2 separate regions of the Mus musculus genome follow, and region 1 is linked to region 2. The links are chromatin contacts, called in public promoter capture Hi-C maps. All regions are on one chromosome and are shown on one strand. The core of a region is the stretch at or near the end of the contact, and the rest is flanking DNA. Distances in the headings are between cores, read along the strand shown.

The links. Promoter capture Hi-C pulls out the DNA fragments that hold promoters and counts their contacts.
Region 1: a contact with region 2 is called in a promoter capture Hi-C map of pre-B cells, with 6 times the contacts expected there. The contact joins the enhancer-like site here to the promoter of Ccm2l in region 2. A contact is called at or near these places in 6 of 39 promoter capture datasets (the 3T3-L1 cell line, the C10 cell line, embryonic stem cells and 2 more), 1 of 484 Hi-C or Micro-C datasets (pro-B cells), 1 of 115 datasets of contacts at active chromatin or transcription factors (embryonic stem cells) and 2 of 9 other capture datasets (liver and macrophages).

What each region holds. Positions count from the first base shown.
Region 1 is chr2:153,455,689-153,461,706 of GRCm38.p6, reverse strand. The region is part of intron 4 of Nol4l (nucleolar protein 4-like); the gene reads left to right. Among named protein-coding and RNA genes, the nearest start is that of Nol4l, 71 kb to the left of the region's middle. Within about 2 kb of position 3,601, at least 46 of the 459 cell types and tissues checked have an H3K27ac peak or open chromatin away from gene starts, as enhancers often do. A contact at or near this core is called in liver and pre-B cells, where this site is marked.
Region 2 is chr2:153,062,321-153,068,785 of GRCm38.p6, reverse strand. It overlaps Ccm2l (cerebral cavernous malformation 2-like), which reads right to left and starts at 2,831. Exons shown (of 10, transcript NM_001372363.1): 1 at 2,750-2,831; 2 at 859-1,026. The coding sequence starts at 2,779.

The sequences.
Region 1 (6,018 bases), core at 2,352-4,851, 390 kb before region 2:
CTTGATGTTCCTGCTGGCCCCATCCCTGGTCTCCTAAAAAGAGACTTCTATGGCTTCTGTCACATGAAGCCCAGGGGGCTCAGCTTGCTGCCTTGGGAGGCCCAGAACACCAATCTCCTGCCTCTGTAAATCTCTGGCTCTGGGGGAGGGGTTGAGCTGCAGCAAGAGAAACAAAAAGCAACTGAAATACTGTCCTTGGTTGAGGCTGCTGCTTGGGTTTCTCCAGGCTAGTGTGCTCCTTAGAACATTATGGGGGATGTGCTGACAGGGTCTGCCTGTGACCCCAGGGCAGCTTGCCCTCACAAGTGCCCTCTCCCTCTGGGGGGGGGGCTTTTATCTTTTCTTTGTTTTTGTTTATTTGTATTCATTTCTACTTTTATCAGGAGGAATTTTTTTGTTTTAAGTCATAGAAAGCAGTGGATCCTGCCCCAGCCTGCTCACTTCAGCTTCTGTGATTGCACTTGCTTTCTTTGGATCTCCCCAGAGTTGCCCACTGTCTTTTCCTCATCCTTGGCTCTGTATCTTTTGATTTTTCCAGTGCTGAGTGCATTTGTCATTTTTATTTTTATGGATTCAGATTCACTTTCTTTTTCTTCTTTCTTTTTTCCTTCTCCCTTCCTTCCTCTTTCCTTCCTCCCTTCCTTCCCCTGCTTCTTGTCTACATTTGAGTCTCAAAAAAGTCAATCATACCAGCCCTGCGTTTCCTTTGAGTACTTTCATGTTTCCATTCTTGTGATTAGATTATGCTTAAGAAGAGTTTTAGATTTACAGAAAAATTGAGATGAGAGGATTCCCACATTCCCCTCCACCCAGCTAGCAGTTTCAATGGTTAGCAACATGTTACAGTGGCGGTACCTCAGGAGCAGACATTGATACACTGTTAACTGAAGTCAGTGGCTATTTGAGGACTCCCTGAGTCCTCACCACTTGCTTCTGTCCAGGATACATTGTTATACTGAACTGTCAGGTGTGTTAGGGCTCCCTGGGCTGTGGCACTATTCTGGATTTTCCTGGCTTGTGGTGGCCTTGACAGTTGTGTTGAGTGCTGGTCATGTGCTTTGTGGGATTTTGGATTTTCTCTGTCTTTCTCAATATAAACGCTAATGTTTATGATCATTCCAAGGAAGAACACAGACACAGCACGAGGCTCTCATCACATCACAGACAGCTTCTGATTGTCAACATGATGATGCTGGCCTTGATTGCATCTAGCTGAAGCAGCGTCTACTGGGTCTCTTCCCTAGGGTTGCCCTGTATATTCTTGAGGAGGGACAATGAAGGGGCTGCACCAGCCATGGCTTCCCATCAGCGTGCTTTTCTATCCTTTCCTTATCTCTTCTCTGTATGGCCACTGGGCCACTTACTTCTTACGCTGCGCACAGTGCTCCTCCATTTTGTTAGTCTACTTCTCTTCAGTTTGGGCCAAGAGAATACTTTCTATGCAGCCTTTCCATGAGTTCCTGTCTGGGTCTGCTTTCTGTGGTTGGGTTGGGTTGGACTCTGGCTTGATTTTTGGTTTGTCACGACTCCCTGAGACTGCAACACACCAACTCATCTTGTCTTTCCTGCCCCAGCTCCAGAGCCAGCCATTTTTTTCCAGGGAGCCTGCTTCCTTTCTTGGAGAGTCATACTAAAAATAAATTTGAGGTAATAAGTGTGCTTGCTGTTGGAGTGGCCTCTTTTAGACCCCCTAGGTGGACAGAGACAAACATGTTTTAAGTTTCACTTAAAAATTTTTATTGCATTATTTCTTTTATGTGTGCATGTGTATAAAGGTATATTTATACAATAGTGTATGTGGAGATCATGTGACTGCTTTTGGGGGCCTGCCAGTTTTCTCCTTCCATGGTGGGTTCTCAAATCCACCACCAAGCTATTTCACAGACCCTTGTTTTCATTTTTAAATACTAGATCTTCATCCATTTAGAGCTTACCCTAATAAATTGTAATGTATAAACCCCACTAAACCCTTTTGTCTCAACATCTTGATTTAAATAACCTACTTAGGAACTGAGGGTTTAGCTCAGTTATAGAACATTTGCTTAGCACATATGAGGTCCTGGGTTCTATCCCCAGCACACAAGATGATGAGGAGGAGGAAGAGGGGGAGGAGGAGGGGGAGGGGGAAGAGGAGGAGGAGGAGGAGGGACCTGTTTTCCCCAGAGCCGTAAGACCACCTTTATACATTACCAGATTTTGTCCAGTTGGATTTCATTTGTGTTCAGTCCACTGGCCTTTGCCTCTTCCTACTCTATCCTCTATTAAGTATTAAGGCTTTATAATTCTCATAAGAATTGATACTCTCTTGTTTGCTTTCCTTTTCAACATTTTATTAAACTAAAAAAAAAAGTGATTTGTAGGGAAAGAATGCTTTTTCAGTGTATCTTCTCCTTGTTGTTTGGAAGCCCACCTGACTTGACCACATGACAGTTAAGTGATATGCTTGGCTAGCAGTCCTGAGTGTGGTGGGCTTAGCTTGTGCACAGCTCATCTGTGACTGTGGGGAGGCCAGGATGGAGGCCCGGAGCTTCTAGCTGGGTCCCATAAATGAAGGGAAACTGTCTTCCCAGAGCTCTGCTATGAACTGGCCTGTTAGTGAACAAGCAGGCTTACTTAACAACTGCTGGGTCTGGGGGTTGCAAACAGGCCAGCTAGTGTTCCCGCCAACCTGAAGACAGGATGAGCTTGGCACAGCTGGCATTTTTCTTTTCTTTATGTGTATGAGTGTTTGCCTGCATGTGTATGTATAGCACCATGTATGTGCAGTGCCTTCAGCGCCAGAAGAGGGTATTGGATCTCCAGAACTGGAATTGCAGATGTTTGTGAGTGGTCGTGTGCTAGGAACTGAGTTTAGGTCGTCTGTAGGAACGGAAAACACTCCTACCCACTGAGCCAGCCCCACTGTTGGCATTCTTAACCTCAAGAGGAGGTAGCTTCTCAGAGCAAGACGGAGGAAAGGGTGGGGAGCTCACTGTGGAATAATTGGTTTGCTTAAGAGTTATCATTTTCCTGGTTAATATACTATGGGATATCTATATGTGTTTTTAGAAATTTGTTATGACTTCTAAATACCCTAAGAGAATGACTGTGCTTTTACTGGGACAGCTCGGGTTCACTGAGGCCTGGCCACTGATCCCCTGCAGTGTCCCTGGAGCTGTGTGGGAAAGAAATAGAGAACAACCACATCCCCTTCCTTCCATGGGCTTGATATCCTGGGCCCAAAAGGGCTGCTGTTTCTGGCAGCTTCTCAAGTCCCTGTCTCTGTCCAGGCCTTGAGGATTCCAAGGAGAGCCTTTTAACTTCATTAACCAGGAAAAATGTCTGCAGTGCCTGTAATTTGCTAGTACAGGCACCATGACTGTGTGGGCCATGAACAGCAGTCCTGAGTGCGGGCTTAGCTTGTGCACAGCTCATCTGTGTCTGTGAGGAAGCCAGGAAGGAGGCCCAGAGTTGCTAGCTGGGCCCCATAAAGGAAGGGAAGCTCTGTCTTCTCAGAGCTTTGCTGTGAACTGGCCTGTAAGGCAGCTGAGTAGCTCAGCCCAGCTCTGTCCCTAAGGACAAGAGTGGCCCAGCAGGAAAGGAGGCGTCTTTCCTGGGCTGGGCCAGGAAGGAGCAGCTCAGATGGTCCAGATGGTCACTGAACTGAAAGTCGACCTTGTGACCTGCCACTGAGACCCAATGGGAATTTGTGATCTTGTGCCTTGGGCCTGAGATTTACTTTATTGCACACTGTTTTTGTGCCCTTGTCCTGGTGGGAGTAAACTCTTCACCCCATTTTTGGGGTATCTTTCCCTTCTACTGCTAGTAAGATCTATGGCGCATCAGGGCTTTTCAGGCCCCAACTGGCTTTTGTCAGCCTTTCTTGAAGGCAAGACCTTCCTGCTAAGGAACCTAAATGCAGGCACTGAACCCGGTGGCTGTGGCTCTCAGGCAGACCTGTCACCTCAGCAAAGAGGAGCTCACAAGGCTGTCTCCATGCCATGAGCGGCAGCCTAGGGCTTTGTAACCAGACCTGGAGGATGCAGGAGGGGTTCAGTCGCCTCAGCAGCTGATGTCTGGAGATCAATTAGAGATAATGGCTCTGTGTGGACCTGGAGAGGCCGTGGCCAAGCTTTTTCCTGGTTGTAACTGTGTTTACCTCATTAACAGACTCACTCTCTTTTGAGGTTGGATTTGTGCTGGCTGCTTTGTTTAATGAAGAGGAACCAGTGTAGACCCTCAGCAGGCTGGTAGCTCTGCCACCCCCATTCAGATGGAGAGAAAAGCCCTCAAACACACACACACACACACACACACACACACACACACACACGCACCGTGATTCTGCTGCTGTTGTATGTGCTTCTGAGGATTTCTCTTCCTTGATTAACTCAGAAGTCATTTGTTGTAATAAGTGCTGGAAGCTGCTGGCACCAGGACTCTGGCAGTGAAGGGTGTACAGAACCTGTACATCCTGGGTACACACAGGCTTTGGAGATGAGAAATACATCAGGAAGAAAAAACAAGAAAAAAACAAAACTACAACCAGCCAACCAACCAAAAACCAGGAAAAAGAGAGGTGTTTGAGGCAGAGAGTCAAATGGATAAGACTGTATGCGTCTGAGAATGAAATGTGTAGCCCTGGCTGTCCTGGAACTCACTTTGTAGACCAGGCTGGCCTCGAACTCAGAAATCCGCCTGCCTCTGCCTCTGCCTCTGCCTCCCAAGTGCTGGGATTAAAGGCGTGTGCCACCATGCCCGGCGAATGAAAACTCTTGAGGAGACCCAAGTCCTGATTGATGAGAATCAGTCAGTCTTCTGGACTTTCTTGCAGTCAGTGGGTACAAAGGCTCTGGGGTAGGACTGTGGGGGGTGAGGGGTAGGATGGAGAGAGTGAGGAGCAGAGGAACAGCCTGCAAAGGTAACTTCTTACAGGGCTTGCCACCTGGGAGCAAAGTTTACTGCGTGCCACTTGCTGTGAGCAGAGCAGGACTTGACCTGATGGAAGCAAGTGAGAGTAATCACTTACTGGCCCCAGTTCTGAGCATGGCTGCCTCACTTTCTAGTCTGTGGCAGTAGGGTCCCTGTTCTTTTATCAGCAGCAGTGCTGGGCTGGGTCTCAGCACTTAGCAGAGCCTGGTTTTCACTGTGGAGTCCCTTTATAAGGGAAACAGGGTGAAGGGGTCCAGAGCTATTGTTGGCTGCCATCAGACAGGAGTGTCAAGTCTAAATGAAGCCCAGAGCCCACCTCCAACCCTCGTCTCCACCATTTCCCCCACACTCCTGGCTGTTCCCTAATAGCAGGACCTGGAGAACCTTAAGGATGTAGTTACCACAACCCCCACCCCTACCCCAAGAGCATAAGTAACCAACCTCACAGACTTCAGCAGCCTGAGGTCATTTAAAATGACTATGAGGTTAAGACCTTCCTGTTAAGGCACCTAAATGCAGGTGTTGAACACCGTGGCTGTGGCTCTCACAGTCTTGTCCCAGGGCTAGAACCTTGCCAGAGGCTTGCTGTTGTCCTTCCCACTGTATCTGCAAGTCAAGGGACTGTACATTTGTCTCTCCACCCCCACAATACAAGACAAGCCAGGGGTGCCTGGCCCTGGATACTATCTTTCTCACAGGAGTCTACACTCTGTAGAGAAGGGACATGGGAACTGGCTTCCTGGCTGCCTGGTCCATCCCCAGACAGAAGCCCCGTATCTCAGTATCTTAGTTAGGAATTCTAACAGCCTGTGTGGCAAAGTGTGAGGTTCTTTCATTGCTGAAGTGAGAGGGCTGCAGGTCCAGCTCTGTGGTCTGCAGTCTGGGTTGGTGTCAGTGGTTGGTGACCGTGCTGCTCAGCTCTTCCCTGGGCTTTGACCACCTTATCCCATCCAAGGTGAGAGGCAGACAGGTAGTGCAAAGCTGGTTCAGCAAAACAGAAGTTTCCCCAGAAGTGTGCCAAGTCATGTTCTGCCTCTTCAGGACAAACTCTAGGTATGTTGCTGCTTCTCTAAGCAGAGGGAGGCTGAGAGAGAGACAACTTTGACT
Region 2 (6,465 bases), core at 1,582-4,081:
AGACATTCCCAGTCAATATACAGACTCCTATGTGTTCCAAGTTATAGCAACATTATCATTTAAATGTTATTCCGTATGAGAATTAACTTTTTATTACTTTAATTGCAGGAATCTGGGTGAATTTCACCACTCACATCTTTTTATTCTGTAAACTTTCAGCCCTTGGTTTTAAAACAATTCTTTTTCTAGCTTTTCTTTATTTATAGAGTTGCCAGATAAAATACAAGATGTCAGCTCAACAACAATTTTGTTTTTAGGATTTTTTTTGTACCTATTTAGTTCTATTTAACATTTGGAGCATATTTATGCTGAGGAAATAATCACTGCTCATCTGCAATTCAAATTTGACCAAGCAGCCTGTTTGTTCAGTGCCTCAATCTTACTTCACACCAATCTTTGGCTGATGGAGACCTGTTAACCTACCCAATGCTCCTTCACGGTGGTTTTAAAATGGAAGAAAAGCTCTTGCCTGGCAAGAGGGTCCATTATGGTATCCACCTATCTCCGCCCTTCACGCCCCCAGACCTGTGCTGGCTGTGTAGCCTGGGGTCTTCAGAATGCCAGGTGAGTGCTCGAGCACCAAGCCGCACTCCCAGCCTCTCGCTTGCTCCTAACTTGGACACTGAATAATCAGGGAGCCTGCAGACATCAGTCTCATGAGTAGGTTGAGCTTTTGGGAACACAGCACAGTTTCCCAGAACTCAGTCTCCTATGGTAGCTCATTGGGTGGATGTCACCTGCTGAGGGTGCAGCCCATGACAGTAAGGCAGGAGGCTTCCGTCATGTGACACAGAGTGTGGCTTGGTGTGCCTCCAGGCTCCCCCTACCCCTGCCCTACCATCTTTGTCCCATGCTCACCTTGACCTCTTTCTCCAGGTAGTCACACAGCAGGATGTGGGGGTCGATGAGGTAGTCAGGGGGATAAAGAGGCATAGAGTGCAGGGGCCTGCGACTGACACTGCTTCTGAAGGCAGCCTGGCGTGCAGCCTTCGGGAACACCAGTCTTCGGATGGGGGACACAAAGCCCTGGTAGAGACAGGAAAGTCCCAGTAACTATAGCACTGGCTTTATGAGCTCTGGTTTGCTTCCACAACCTCAGTTAATCCTCCTAAAAACTGCGGGAGGTGCAGCCCTGCAGGTCCGCCCTCCCCCCCTCAGGTGGAGAAGCAAAGAGACTCCAGGCTGAGAGCTAGAAAGAACACCAGCAGGTAGGACATCGTAAAGCTGCATTTTAAGTACCCAGGGAGGGTGAAGCTCCTGCCAGCCAGATTCAAAGAACGGCCAAGGCCCCAGGGCTAAGTGGAGGATAGCTAGGCATTTATTAGGCTATTGCTTGTTTGTGAGTTAGAATTATGCAATAAATAAATGTAAGTATAATCCAGAGACACCGATACAAAGACACCCAGGATGGATCGAGGGAATCTGAGAGAACTGCTGTTTCCTGGATCCCATCCTGAGCCTATGGAATCCGAAGCCCTGGGGGCAGCAATCTAGCGGCATTCTAGAACTACGTTGGCAGTTTCTAAAGCAAACCATCAATTCTGGTGACACGGGTGGCATGCTATTTAGCTTCCCCAAAAGACAGACACAAACAGGATGGGCGGCCACCTAGGAGCCTAATCAGATGGACCTCACTGGGTGAATTCTAGCACTCATGAGGCTGAGGCAGGAGAATTGCTGTGGGTTTAAGGCCAGCCTGAGCTATACAGTCAGTGAGTTTTTAAGATCAGCCTGGGTTACATGGTTAGACCTTGTCCCCTAAATAAATACATAGACCCCTGAGAATTTGTGCATGTCAGCCCCAATGATTCACATGGGGGCACGTTGATGTGTCTGTACTGGGGATTTTATCCAGAGCCTCACATAAATACTTCTGAGCTGGATACCTCCAGCTCTCTTGGCACTTAAAATTCTTATTATCAGTTTGCAGGTTAGGGAATCAAACCTGGGACCTTGCATGCTAGATAAGCATTCTGCCAAGGAACGGGTCCCCCCTCCCCCCAGCCCACTTTTACAGTTTTGAGACAGGTTCTCAGTAAATTACCCACACTAACTTTAAACTTGTAATCCTCCTGCCTTAGCCTCCAGAATAGCTGGGATTACAGGCCTGTGCCACCGTACTGACCTCATGTGAGTTCCTTATAAAACATTCTGAACCCCGTTTCTTAGGTGGAGGGAGCCCCGTGTGTATGAGGGTGCAGTGGGAACTGGGAAGTGGAAAAACCTCTCAAATTCAAAAGAGGAGGAAGGTGGAGAAAGGACTTGGGTTGGCTTAAACTGAGGTCTCAGGAGTGAGTTTTTGCACAAGGGTAGGGGAGGGCAGGTGTAGGCTTGGGAAACAGCGGGCAGGGGGCAGGGAACAGGTGAGAGGCCCCAGCCTGGATGGGCAATCTGCCAAACTATAATCATCTTGGCTGGGCCTTACTGTCTGGGTGATTGGGGAGGGAAGGTGTCTGCTGTGTGTCTGTCTGTCCCTTTCTCTGAGAGGCTTCGGGAAGCTACCACCAGAATGTCCAAGAAACAGGAAGACCCTGTCAGTCTCTCAGTAGACGTATGACAGAGGCCACTAAGACTGAAGCTTAGACCGGAGCCCAGATGTCCGTCTGGCTGTCAGGGACAGAAAGAAACTTCCTTCCAAAAGAGAAGGCAGTCTCCCTTCCCTGTGCTGTTTGCTAACTCCACGTTGCTCACCTCTGTATCCACCTTCAGAGACATTTCCCAACCCTGGCCCTCTCAACCCCCCACTCACCTTCTTCCCTTTCTTGGCTTCATATTCCATGGTGAAACTGCTCCTCTTGTCCTGCCACCCTCCTCTCCCCCTCCAGACCCCCCTCCATTTCCTTTGTTCTTTTTCCTGCCCGGTCGGAAACTCCACCAGTACCAGAGTTCCTGCCCCTCCCATCTGATGGTGGGGGTGGGGGCAGATGGAGAACACTGCCTTGGAACCCTGCAACTGAAGGGTGGGAGCCAAACATGGCGTCTAAGGGGCTCGGCACTTGTTGGAGCAGACTGAGGAACGGTCCCCCGAGTTGGAGATCACATTTGGGTCATTCCCTATGTCTGCCACCAACCTTGCTCAATGACTTTGGCAAGATAAGACATTAAAAGCCTCTTTGAAAGCCTGCTGCCTGTTTCTCTGTATACACCAGGAGAAACCCCGGCCTTTCTCTGAGAAATGAATGAGTAGGTGGAAAGTGCTTCAGACTATGTCCAGGCAAGTTAACATAATAGTAGTGGTAGTGGTGGTGGTGGTGGTGGTGGTGGTGGTGGTGGTGGTAGCAGTAGTAGTAGTAATAATAATAATAAATCCTTATTTTTCAGAGATGGTATATGGGGGCCTCTGGGACTGGCTGCCTGCTACTTACTTCACCACTTATGCCTCAGTTTCCACATTCAACCTGACCTCATAGTACTTTGACTAGGATTAAATACACTTAGAACTCCTGGAACATATGAAATACTCAATAAATATTAAATATTTACTATTAGGGATACTCAATAATAGAGCACTTACCTAGCAGCCTGCAGGCCCAGGGTTCTGTCCTTAGCACTGCAAATGAATAAATAAAAAACCAAATTCTATTTCCTTATCTGTGGCTTCCGGGCTGCCTCACTGTCTTTTTGGCATATTTTTATCTCCTCACTGTATCTGCGACCATGATTTCAGTGACATAAATTTTAAAAATGCAGTTTCGTGTGCAGATCCTGGCTCAAGGTCACGTGGGCGGCGTGCTCGGCAAGGATTCTGCATTGGGGGTGGGGGTTCATGTCACACAATGAGTATAAGAACGTGGGGCTTCCAGCCTCGCTGGACCTGAAGTCTAGTGTCCAGTGCTGCTGGGGCTCTAACCTCCTGTGTGCCTTAGCAGGCACACTTGGGGTGTTCTGAGTGGCCCGTGGGCACCTGCCACAGCACCTGGGTTCTGGATGCCAGAGCTCTAGAACTGCTTTGCTGGTGTCCCTGGCTGCAGTGAATATTCTAAGCCCTGGTCTTCAGCGTCCCGACCTTCCCAATGAAAGGGTGATCCCCAAAATCCTCTCTTGCTAGTGCTCCCTATGGTACGGAAGACACAGGGCCACAGATCATAAACAGCAGGTGCCAAGGTTTGGAACTCTTTGCATGGTAGTTTTGAAAGGGTGGGTGTACCATGTCAGGTCTCTTATCACTCTTGGGTGTGGGAGCTACAGGACACCCCCAACCCTAGCCATTCCTATCTTTCTCCACACACCAGAAAGGAAATGGTCCCGGCAGTTTGGTCCCAGACTTACAGCCTCTTCCTCCTAAGACCATGCATCCTGCCAGTCACGTCCGAGCACTGGAACATGAGACCTCCACTCTGCCTGCTGGGCCAGTGAAAAGAGATCAGGATATGCCAGCCAATCCCTGACTCTGCTCTGAGTATCAAAATTGCTAAATTACCCCTTGAGCCAGTCTAGAGTTCTAGCCTTGCTGTGATAGCAGGTTATGAAAGGCAGTCTCTGGTGAGGCTGTTGCAACTTATTTCCTGTCTCAGTCTCAGCCCCCCCCCGCCCCCGTTATAAATTTGGACCTTATTTTATTCTGAGGATCACTAACAGGACCAAATGTCACTGCTCGGAATCTCAACTAGGACAGGGGGATGACTAGAAAAAGAAAATGGCCTCTGTGCTGAACCCACCCCAGAGCCATGATCAGCTCAAGTGCTTAGTGTCAGTAAATCATGCAGGGCCAGATGACTAGGGTCCAATCATGAATGACCTTGAGCAATTTGCATCATGTCTCGGAGCCTCAGAGTCCTCATGTGTTAAAAGCAGGATAATAATGGCGCTTTCTCAGAAAGCTGTTCTCAGGACAAAATGGAACAGCAACGTAATGATAACGCACATTACTAAAATCAGCCAGGGAATCAAAAAACGAGATAAGGAGAGCCAGAAAACGCCGTGCTGTCAGCATCATCAGTGTGGTGGCCAGGCTGCAGCCCCAGTTAAGTTGCTGCCTGGGCTGCCGTGGAGAGGATTATGAAGATCACCTCTGCACCCAGCAGCAGAAGAGGTTATTGTCCATGGCAGTCCTAGGCAGAGAGGGGAAAGGAAACAGTTGCAGCTTACCTAAGAGAACGGAGCTATACAGCAAGCAGCTTGTGTGAGGAGGGTATTCCTGCTCCGCCTGGAAGGGTGAATGCAGGCAGCTTGAGCAAACATGTGGTTGTGAGTTGGGCTGCTTCTGGCTGTGACAAACAGCCAATTCTGACTGACTGCAGGTGGCTCAGCAGAAGTCTGAGAGTGCTTTCAGGGCTGGTTAGCTGAGCAGCTCAGCAATGGTGTCAATGTCCTTATATTTTTCTACTTTGTTGTTTCCTGAGATAAGTTGTACGTGCTGCTAGATTTGCATATTGAAGCAGCAACTTCTGGTACTTAACAGTGTTTGGATATAGAGCTTTTAATTCACTTATTTACTAATTCATATTTATTATGTATGTATGTGTTTGTTTGTTTGTTTGATTATTTATTTATTTATTTAAGTCAGGGTTTCTTGTAGCCCAGGCTGGTTTTGAGCTCACTATGCAAACAAAGGTGACCTTGAAGTTCAGATCCTCCTGCTTGCTTTTATCCCCCCACCCCTCTAGTGCAAGCGTTACACTTTGTGCAGTGCTGGGGACAGAACCCAGGACCTTTGTGCATGCTAGGCAAGCACACTACCAACTGAGCCACAGCCTCAGTCCTGAGATATGTCCCTTAAAGCAATAATTAAGTTAGGCTGGCGTGCAGCTCAATGTTAGAGAATTTGCCTTGCCTGCAAGGAGCCCTGGGTTCTATGTGAAGTACTGTAAAAACAGACAAGAAAGGGCTGGAGAGACAGCTCAGGGGTTAAGAGCACAGTCTGCTCTTCCAGAGGTGCTGAGTTCAAATCCCAGCAACCACATGGTGGCTCACAACCATCCATAACAAGATCTGACACCCTCTTCTGGTGTGTCTGAAGACAGCTACAGTGTATTTACATGTAATAAATAAATTTTTTTTAAAACCCCACAAATACTGCTAGGTTTTTGTTTTGTTTTGTTTTGTTTTGTTTTTGAGACAGGATATCTCTGTGTAGCCCTCACTATCCTGGAACTTGCTCTGTAGATCAGCCAGGCTGGCTTTGAACTCACAGAGATCGATCTGCCTATGTTTCCCATGTTCGGGGTTAAAGGTGTGCACCACCATGCCCATCCTAGAACCTTTTTTTAATTAGAAGAAACAACTAAGGTGAAATGCCACTGTTATGAGGACCTGTATAAGCGAAGGAAGAAATTTGACATGTATAAAAAGATACTAGCAACATTTGCACACACAGAATCTACCCCAGAGTGCAGTGGGGCACTGGATCTTCAGGTCAAGGAAAGGGGCCTCAGGAGAAACCAGCCCAGTTTTGCCTCCGGAACTGTGAGAAAATGTTTTCCCGTCATGTTCTCCTGTCCGTGGATCACGCCATGAGCACCCTAG